Linked DNA regions of Mus musculus: region 1 is linked to region 2. The links are chromatin contacts, called in public promoter capture Hi-C maps. All regions are on one chromosome and are shown on one strand. The core of a region is the stretch at or near the end of the contact, and the rest is flanking DNA. Distances in the headings are between cores, read along the strand shown.

Region 1 (5,067 bases), core at 568-3,067, about 15 Mb before region 2:
ACACACACACACATCCCTTCACGCCAAAATCCTTCCCCAAAGGTGAATGCAGTCTTTGGTCTAAATATTCCAGTAGAATCATTTTACTGCCAAGATTCTACTAATCAAAATAGTCCCAAAAGCCCTTGAAACTTTTGATCCCTAATCTAGACGCAGATTCTTTTCTACAGAAAAGTGAATCAGCACTATTTCAGAGTTAAAAAGTGTATCTATTAAGAGGCCTCTATTTTGTTTTGTGGTTTTTTTTTTTCTTGAATTTTCTTTTTATAGGCTCTAGCTTTTGTACTCCAGGATCAAAGGAGCTGATGTGACAGGGCTGAGATGAGTCGTGTTCATTAGAGGTTGGAATGTAAAAAATAAAATATCATTTCAGTTGTCCATAACATTTCTCCTTGCAGAAAATAAAAATCAGACTTAAAATATCCTTCAGCAATGTGTTTTTTAAAAAAAGGAACCGATGCTAGGTGTGGTGGTGCAGCTCTTTACTCCCAGCACTCAGAAGACAGAGGCAAGCGGATCTCTGTGAGTTCCAGGACAGCCAGAAGTACACATAGAAATCCTGTCTCAAAAAATAAAACGGGAGGGGAGGTTGAGTTGTGGTTCAAAAATTAATGGACACATATAGAGCTAAAAATCAACTATTTCCAGTACCAGTACTGTTTCTCCACCCGGACAAAATACTCCCTCCTTTAGACAGATGACCGGCCTAATTCTTGTATCCCAGAGTTTTCTTGGCTGAATTCTTGAGTAGGTCTGTTATTTCTCAGTAACAGAATTCCAAAGAACAGTTTTAACCTTCAAGGTAATTTTACTGTTACCCCCAAATTCTGCAGGACACACATCTGTATATTAAGCAACTCCCCCCCCCCTTTACTCCTGAGACACAAATCGTCCTCCTTGCCCAGACAGTATGTCATAAGCAAATATCCTTAAATCTGGGGAAGAAATACAGTCCAGCCAATCTTCAACTGGGTGCAAACTGCCAGAAGGCAGCTGGCCTCACCTTTCTCTGCAGCAGCAGCACCTCTCTGCAGAGCACTTCTCTCTCCACCCTCTCCAGAATTGCTCTGAGCCACCACCCCAGGCAGTGTCGACCCAGATAGCACTGGCCCGGGGAAGGTAGAGTTCGGTTATTTATTTCCCCACTCGTGGCATTCGCTTCTTAGACAGCAAAAGGGAAAGAGCCAAGTGGAAATACTGCCCTTTCAGTCCCTCTCGGACCTCACAGCAGAGAGGAGCTGCCTCGCCAGGTCTTTAGGGCCGGTCTCATTCCGGAGTGAACCGATCCTGCCTCCAACCGGAGGACCCAGCTCCTACCCCGGGGCGCACCTCGCGGGAGCAGCTCCTGTCTGAGGCCGCCAACCCCTGCCCGCGTCACCGGAGCTGCTCCGGTCCAAGGCCGCCATCCTCATAGCTCCTGTCAAAGGCCGCCATCCCCGCCGCTCCTCACCGGAGCAGCTCCTGAGACCGCCATCCCGGGTTCCCGGTCACGGGAGCAGCTCCCGCCCCGCGGCCCCGCCTCAGCAGGCCAAATTCCTTCAGCTGAGACAGGGCAGAGGCCGCCTCCCCGCCCTCCATGCCGCCTCCGGGGCCTCCACATCGTCTCCCGGCCCTCGAGCGCCCGGGAACCGGCCGGCTGGGGACGCGCGGGGTCCCGGCCCTCTGGTCTCTCCGCCCCGCGGCCGGAACCTCCCTAGGGCGGAGTGATCGCGGCCGCCCAGTGAGGAGCGCGCGGCCACGAGGGGCGCTCGGCCGGGTGGCACGGCGCGGGGCGGCGGCGGCGGGGGAGGGGAGGGAGGCGGGGCCGGGGCGGGCCGGTGTGGGGCGACTGCGCTACGGCTCGACCGGGGCGGTGATGGCGGCTCCATATTAACACCTCCTCCTCCTCCTCCGCGCTCCCGCCCGCGCCCGCCAGCCGTCTCCCCCTTCCCTGACGCCACCTCTCCCCCTCCTCTACCATGCCCGGCATGATGGAGAAAGGGCCCGAGTTACTGGGGAAGAGCCGATCGGCCAACGGCGGCGCCAAGAGCCCGGCGGGAGGCGGCGGCTCCTCGGCCAACGGCGGGCTGCACTTCTCGGAGCCCGAGAGCGGCTGCAGCAGCGACGACGAGCACGGGGGTACCTCGCCGCGCTCCCCGCCCCCGCCCGTCCGCCCGGCCCCCTTCCCCGCGCCCTCCTCCCCCTCGGAGCCGAGCCGCGGCCGCCGGAACTCCCGGTGCCGCCGCAGCCCGCGACCCGCGCCTCCCCGCCCCCACCCGGCCACGGCCTCGCCCGCGCTCCCGCGGCTGGAGAGTCTCTGCCTTGCCCTTCCCCTCTCCTCTCCTTATTTATTACCATTTTACCATATATCTTGGCATTGCTTTGCAGATGTTGGGATGAGAGTCGGAGCTGAATACCAAGCTCGGATCCCTGAATTCGATCCAGGTAGATATATTTGCTCACAGGAAAACCCCATCTCTCTCTCTCTTTTTTTTTCCCCCAGGCTTGCTCTGGGGTGGCCGGCGTCGGGATGGGAGGGAGTTACGTGGTGTTGAGTGTGGGGCGCACCAGGAGAGGCCAGGGCAGGGCAGGGCAGGGCAGGGCATCGCGGGCGGGGAGGCTGGCAGGCTCGGCTGGGCAGTGACACAGGGCGTGGGGGTAGATGTGTGCATGGCAAGGTGAACATGGTTCCCTCCCGCGGCACTTGCACGCTGGTGGCTTCGCACGGAGGTCGCGGGTCCGAGGCCCGGGGCGTGGGGACTGCAAAACCAAGGGCTGCAGGAGAGGGCGTGCGATCTGTGTGTGCATGAACCTACCCCAGGTCAGATGCCACTCCGACCCGCCCTGGGAACCCGGGGCTCAGCCAGGCTCCGCAGGGCCACGCTTGGCAACCGCCTGCTGTCATTAGCCCGAGCCAAGGGCGAGCCCTGCGACCCCGGCGCACACGGGATCCTGGTTTTTCTTTCTGCCGAGGCGGTGTGGACCTGGGCGGGGAAACGCCCGTGCCCGACACCGCCCCGGTCGCCCCCAACCCCTCCCCGCGCGCCGACCCAGCCCGGGGAAGCCAGACCACAGGACAGCGGCAGCAGCTGCCAAGGAGACATTTTCTCCGGAACAGCCAGGTTCCAGCGCCCTCCGCCAGCGCAGCTTGCGGGCTCCCTCTCTACTTTTCTCCAAACAGGCTCCCCGGCTGTCACGGGATGTCAGGCTGCTCAGGGATTGGGCGAGAGTTCCGCATATGGAGGCGCCCTTGCTGGAGCCTCTGGGCCTGGAGTGCTCGGCTGCTCTAACCCAGCCAGACTTGCCACTGGGTGGGCTCTGCCCTTCCCTGCCTGAACTGCCCTCCCACTTTTCCTGCAGTCAGTTTTTGTCTAGAGCTCATTCTTAACCGCACTGCCCGAGTCCGACGCTGGAGTTGTAGTTGGTGTTGCAGAGGACTCACTTGTAATTTCACAAGGAAAGCAGTCATGTCCGTTTAGTTTAGGTATGCTAGGGGGCTTCCATCCTTCTCCCCATTAGGACTTACCAAGTAGGTAGTATCCCCTCTCTGAAAGGAGAAGGGTAACCGTTACAAGCATAATTAGGACAGTTTCCTTCAGTACATGATACCAGAGTGCTCATCAGATTTGGGGGTTACCTTCAAAGCGACACAGCTGTTGGGATATTTTATTAGAAGACTATCGGTGTGTGCCGTGGTGGGCTTCTTGTAGTCGTATTTTTCTTGTTGGCATAGCTAGCTAGTAGGTGGGTTCCTTCACTTTATGGCTGTGCTTCAGGGCTTAGTTTGACATCGGAAAGAAGACATGTTCACTGAAGGATAGGCTGCATTTAATTCCCAGCTCTCTTGTTTTTGTCTTCTGAGCAAGTCACTGGCCTTCTCTGAGCTTCAATTTTCCTAGCTGTAAAAAACCATTGCATGGAATTCTTGCCAGGATTAAATGACTAGGCATATGGCAGTTACTCAGTAAAGATTAGATTTCATAATTATGAAGAACGATTTGGAGCTCTCGTTGCTACTCAATTTTTTAAAATATTGCTGAAGTCATTTCCCGATGGAACCCAGCAGCCGAATTATGTCATAAGCACACCTATCTTTTGCCCCATTAGGTAGATCTCGGTCAATATTTGTCTCCTAGCTATGTGCAGTTGGTTAGGGGCTTGTATGTGTTTTAGCATTTGTCATTTTAAAATACAGTTCATGCAACAATTTTAAACTAGGAAAAATAGTTAATCTATTTAGGTGGTCTTAGGTGACATTGTTTGGTTAACTAACCTAACTGATTATTTTTATCAGTTTTGCTTGTTCCAGCTACCTAGAATGTTTGTGAGAGGTGACAAAACCCCAATTAGTATTATTAGCTTTGAATTAAAATTTCCAATTTATTTACTCTGACTGTAATCAATAGAATAGGGATAAACCTAACGTTCCTTAGATGCACTTACTTCTGATTAGCAGTGTCGTCCACGGATACAGTGAAAAGCATTTGCCATTCACATGAATCACTGAAGGAAGCACTGTGCTTCGTGTGCCTGTTGCTGCTGGTTTAGTCTAAGTGTTGTACTATTTTTCGAAAGTTTTATTTCATGTTGAGCTAGTATAATTAGATGAAAATTTAAGCATTAATTGGGAAAAGATAATAGAAGAAAAGGAAAATTAGCTAATAATAAAAATTGAGAAATAATAAGCTCTCCTTTTCTCCTTCATAACCCCCCACCCCTTTCTGTTTTGTTTTCGAGACAAGGTCCTTCTACATAACCTTGCCTGTCCTGGGGCTGTCCTAGGTAGACTAGCCTGACCCTTGAACTCTGATCCACTTGCCTCTACCTCCTGAGTGCTAGGGTTAAAGATGTGTACCCCTACCCACCTCATCCCTAATAAAGCACTATTTGTATGGAAATTATTCACTGTAGTATTAGATGTAAGGCACTTGGAAGAAAATTTCCTTAGGTCCTAAGACTATTCTGAGAAAGTAGAAAAAGTAAGAGTGTTTTAGAAGAAATGATGTTGATGGTAGAACTTACACACATGGAGAATGACTTACTGTTAGGTCTCAGAAACCCAGGACAAATGGCTAACCATTATCAAGC
Region 2 (4,728 bases), core at 1,256-3,755:
AAGATGCTCAGCCTAATCTCCTGCTACTCCTACCTTTAGGACACATAAACTTGATTAAGTCCTTCCCTCGGAGTCTTGCTGGCTGCAGGTCTGTTACATCGGTGGAAAAAAAGCAGACTAAGAGAGACAGATGCAAAGTGGAGATGATGTTGGAGAGGAATGAGATACCTTCTCCACCACAGATCCGCACACACTAACTCCCTGTCTGTGTGTTAGAATAAAAGGCTGAGGGATGGCAGGCTGTCAGCTGCTCTGACATCATGTTCAGATGGAAATGCTACCTCCAGCTGTGCTCCTTTAATGCCATATGCTACTCCTCTACACTCCTGCCACCAGCTTTTTCTTAGGAGAACTTTTCTCTTCTGTTAGTATAAACAAAATACTTCAAAGTCTTCCTTTTTCCCCCCAAACTTTCTAACAGAAGAAATTGAAAAGCTCAGCATATGGAGTCCTACTGTATTTATGGAATCGCAACACTTCTGCCTCAAGTTGGTGGACTGGCTTACATATGACAGCACACTCGAGCTCGGTGCTATTCAGGAAACCCACATTCACTTTTATTCAACTCCAACGTCTAGTTTCAAAGGCAGCTTAGGGATATTTTTAAACCAACCCATTTGACATCTCTAGTCCCATTTCAACATTATTACAGCATGTTTTTCCCCCTTCCCCTGCGGAGATAATGGCAGACATCTCCGAAATGTTGGCAGACTTATTAAGAACTATTACTTCAGCGTGGTTCACCTTATTGTTTTACTCTTACCTAAGCAATTTATCTGGATCTACCTCTCAGGAAAATAGTTCACACTGCCACCGTTAGTGCAAATTTCCACTTTCAGCATCAACAAACTCAAACTGCACTTCTGAAATACTGGAAAGTATTTTAGTTCAATGAGGCAAATTAATAAACTGACAAAACCTGCTACAGTCACTTAGAATGGTTGTTTGACCACACAGCTTGTCTTCCTGCTCAGAAAAGTCACTTTTGTCTTGCCCTTGGTCTCTATAACTTTGGGGAAAGGGGTTGTGATCACCAGGAGGGTTGGGAGGCCAAGTGTAGACTTTGGGAACTTTTTTTGGCTACAGTTTGTGGATCTTTTCTAATGGCTGATGTAATGTTAATGTAACCGGGGCTGGGTCGCTGGGTGCCCTGCAAGGTGCTGCGACATCTATGAATATCAGACACATCTCCACCGACCCTTGGGAGGTTGGAGAGTAGAAAAAAGAAGTTGGGGCCTGAGGCACAAGCGTCCCAACCCAGGCGACAACCACTTAGGCTCGCTTAGAAAACAGAGGCAGGGAGCTAGAGAACAAAACCCCAACTGTGTTCTGCTCTCGCTCACGAGTCACAAACCTAACTTTCTCTAACTTCGCGGTGAATGACACAATTCTGAACTCGTTCGGGAGGCACTCTGTGCAGATAGACACATTACTTCCCTGCCACACACACACCCTCTTTTCCACAGATGCCCTCGCCCCATTCCACTATATCCGACATTAATCACCCAGTTTACCCAGTGGGGTGGTGGTGGGGGTGAGTGACAGTTTAATGAGTCCCAAGCACCGCAATGGCCCGAAGACATCCACTCCACGGATCGACCCGTCCACCGCTACCGCGGACCCTCGGAGGTTCTGTGAGGTTAGGGGGTTTGTTTTTCAGAGGTGGGGGCAGGGTGCCCCGGGTGTGTGTGTGAGGTTCAGGGGTGGGAGAGGAGATGCAAATCTTCCCGCAGTTCGCGGTGCATAAAGCACTTCAGGGAAAGAGGAAGGGTGAAACCACGGGGAAGAAGGTGCAGGGCAGAGAGCCGGTGCAGCAGGAAAGCACCTTCCACAACGGCCGAGAAAACAGACCCCGGTCGCGGCAACAACAAAAGAAAAGTCGCAAGAAGCGGCGCGGCGACCGCTCCCCCGTCGCCGCCGCCGCGCGCCAGCCCCCGGGGCCTCCCGGCAACCGCAACCCGGGCGCCGCGCCCTCCCCCTCCCCCGGCCCTGCAGCTGCACCGGCCCCGGAGCCGCGGCCGTCCCGGGCGCTGCAGCTGCGGCGGCCCGGCCCCCTCCCCCGCCCGCCCGCCCGCCCTCCGCACCGGGAGGCGCCGCCGCAGCTGCACCGAGTCCGCCCCGCGCCGCAGCTGCACCGGCCGGGGAGCGCGGCCAGGCGAGGCGAGGCGAGCCCGCACCGCCTGCCCTCCGCCACACTAACTAACTCCGCCCGGCGGGAGCCCACGGTCGGCAGCGGGGCAGGGCGGGCGCGGGGACTCACACGGAGCGGCCCGAGTCGCCGCGTCCCCGCCGCGTCCTCCTCCTCCTCCTCCTCTGCCGCCGCCGCCGCCGCTGGACTTGTGGGCGTCCTCCGCCGGCCCCCGCCCGCCCGCCGGCCCCGGCCCGGGCCCCGCGCGCCCCCGCCGCCCCCCGCCCGCGCTGGCAGCCTGAGGCGCGCGGCCGAGCCACAGGGCCCCACTCTTTCAACGGCTCCCCATGGCAGCAGCCCAGCGGCGGCCGCAGCCTGCCAGACGCACGGGCGGGAGCGGGCGGGCGGGCGGGCGAGCGCGGCGCCGGGCCGGGGGGCGGGGCGGGCGGGGCGCGGGCGGGGGGCGGACGACGCACACGCACGCACGCGGCGGCGCGGCCCAGATGTGGCCCCGCCCGACCGGGCCGCCCCTTGCCGGCCGCTCAGCGATTGAGCGAAAGCGGCGGGCCCCGGTCTCTGGCCCGCCCCCGGCCTCGGTGGCGCCCAGTAGAAGCGCGGTGTTCCGGGAGGGCGGAGAAGCGGCGGGACTGACGGGGCAGCTCGACCAATAGGAGTGGCGGTCAGGAGCTGCCGCTTGCGCGCGCCAATCGCAGACGGCGACTGTTGGGTGGGCGTGGTCTTCTCGGGGAGGGGCGGAGCTCGCGGACCGCGGCGGCGGCGGCGGCGGCAGTAGCGGCGGCAGTGGCTCCCCTCTGGGTGACTTGGCCGTGAGAAAGTGAAAGGAGCCCGCAGGCGGCGGCGACAGCTGCGCGGGGAGGGGCCTGCTTCCCGGCTGGAGACAAGCGCGCTCTGGGGGTGTGGAGCGAGCGAGTCCGCGTGCACCGCGACGGCCATAAGTATACTTTTTCTCGGGGCAGGTGTCCCGGGGAGGCCGAGCGCGCGGGGCCGCAGCTGGCCAGGGCCAGCCTGGGGCCGCTGGGTCTGGCCCTCCTGCGGTGCTCGCCCAGGCCCCGTTCTCCTCAGGGACGCGCCGCCTCCGGCCTGCCGAGTCGGTCGCCAGGTGCATGCGAGCTACAAGCTCCTAGCGGCTGTGAGAGGCGCCTTTCCCCGGCGTCCTCTGTTCAAGTTGCAGCTGCGTTTCTTTTCACGATCCCCGCGTCCCGTCTGTACTCTCCGTGACAAGCAAAGACACTGCCCCGAGACCAGTCTTAGACCTTTCCAGTGAGATTGATACTTGTAGACGCTTTAGTCTGTTCCTTAATTGGTGCGTAAGGAGCCACGGCTTTGTAAGGAAGGGAGAGACCTTATTTTGTGTTGCACCTCTCTCCCTTCAGATAAACTTCTTCCTTACCTGTTCTTTGTGCCTAACCAGCAAAGAGGAAATGTAGAAAATTTCTGCCCTCAAGATAATGGAAGGCAAGAATAACACACAAGTAAAAAGTTGAGTAACAAGCAGGGGAGAGAATGATTCAAGACAATAAGAAAAGTGCATAGCGAGGAAGTCAACACACTAGTAATTGTCTAAATGAAATGTGTTTACTGTTTGCTATGTGAACGCTGACTGGCAAGCCTGGTTGCTAACCAACTCACCAGGAAACCTTGCAGCTGAGCAAAATCTGCTTTCTCTTTCTTCCAGGACAAACTAGTAAAGAAGTTGAAAGTAATTGTGTGGGCAAATCAGACATATTGAATTGCTAATGAACACACATACTACGCCAAGTTCCCAAAACTTTGATATTCTGTTGGAAACAGTAATGGTTTCTACTCTTTCCTCAAATCTCTTAAATCCTCATGATGGATGGGGGCGGGGGGGGGGGGGGAGGGCGGGGGGGGGAGGGCGGGCCTCAGGGGCATCCTCAGATTCAACCCGAATTTCTTACCCCCCCCCCCCCCGTGCTTCCCAGAAGAAAGACCCACTCTCAATTTGTTTAGACATTTTGGGAGTTTACAGGTGGTGTTTGTTGTAGTTTGATTTGGCTGTTTGAGACAGGGTCTCTGCATTAGATGGTCCTTACTGTTCTGGAACTCACATGTAGACTAAGCTGGCCTTGAACTCACACAGATCTGCCAGCCTCTGCCTCCCAAGGGCTGGGATTAAAGGCTTGAGCCACCTCATGTGCCTACCAGTATTCTAGATGAATGAAATACTTAAAAAAAAAAAAAAAAGAAAGAAAAAGAAAGAAACATAAAAAGAAATCTATATGTTTCATGGAGAATTCAAGAGGATAAAAGGAAAAAGATGTTTATATTTATAAAGCCATGTTTCACCAATTAAAAGCTAACAATAAGGGGTTAACAAACCTCTTGATAAATAGATATAAAGTACCTGCTAATGTCAGGATATCAAATCATAAATTTGTAAGAAAACTGGGATTCAGATTATCCATCAAAACTTAGACTCAGTTTTATGGCATCCAGAACGAAATCACAGCTCTAACAACGGTTTTACACAGTGTACCTGCTAGCAGAGCTAACAGTCCCAGAGACAGACAGAAGACACTGGTGGGTCGAAAGTCATAAATATGGCTTGCTCTATTTTG

The links. Promoter capture Hi-C pulls out the DNA fragments that hold promoters and counts their contacts.
Region 1: a contact with region 2 is called in a promoter capture Hi-C map of erythroid cells, with 6 times the contacts expected there. The contact joins the promoter of Rcor3 here to the promoter of Zbtb18 in region 2.

What each region holds. Positions count from the first base shown.
Region 1 is chr1:192,134,790-192,139,856 of GRCm38.p6, reverse strand. Rcor3 (REST corepressor 3) reads left to right here and starts at 1,817. Exons shown (of 12, transcript NM_001346740.1): 1 at 1,817-2,118; 2 at 2,368-2,424. The coding sequence starts at 1,959. Gm10516 (predicted gene 10516) reads right to left here and starts at 2,959. Exons shown (of 4, transcript NR_033536.1): 1 at 2,796-2,959.
Region 2 is chr1:177,440,128-177,444,855 of GRCm38.p6, reverse strand. It overlaps Zbtb18 (zinc finger and BTB domain containing 18), which reads right to left and starts at 2,505. Exons shown (of 2, transcript NM_001355099.1): 1 at 2,261-2,505.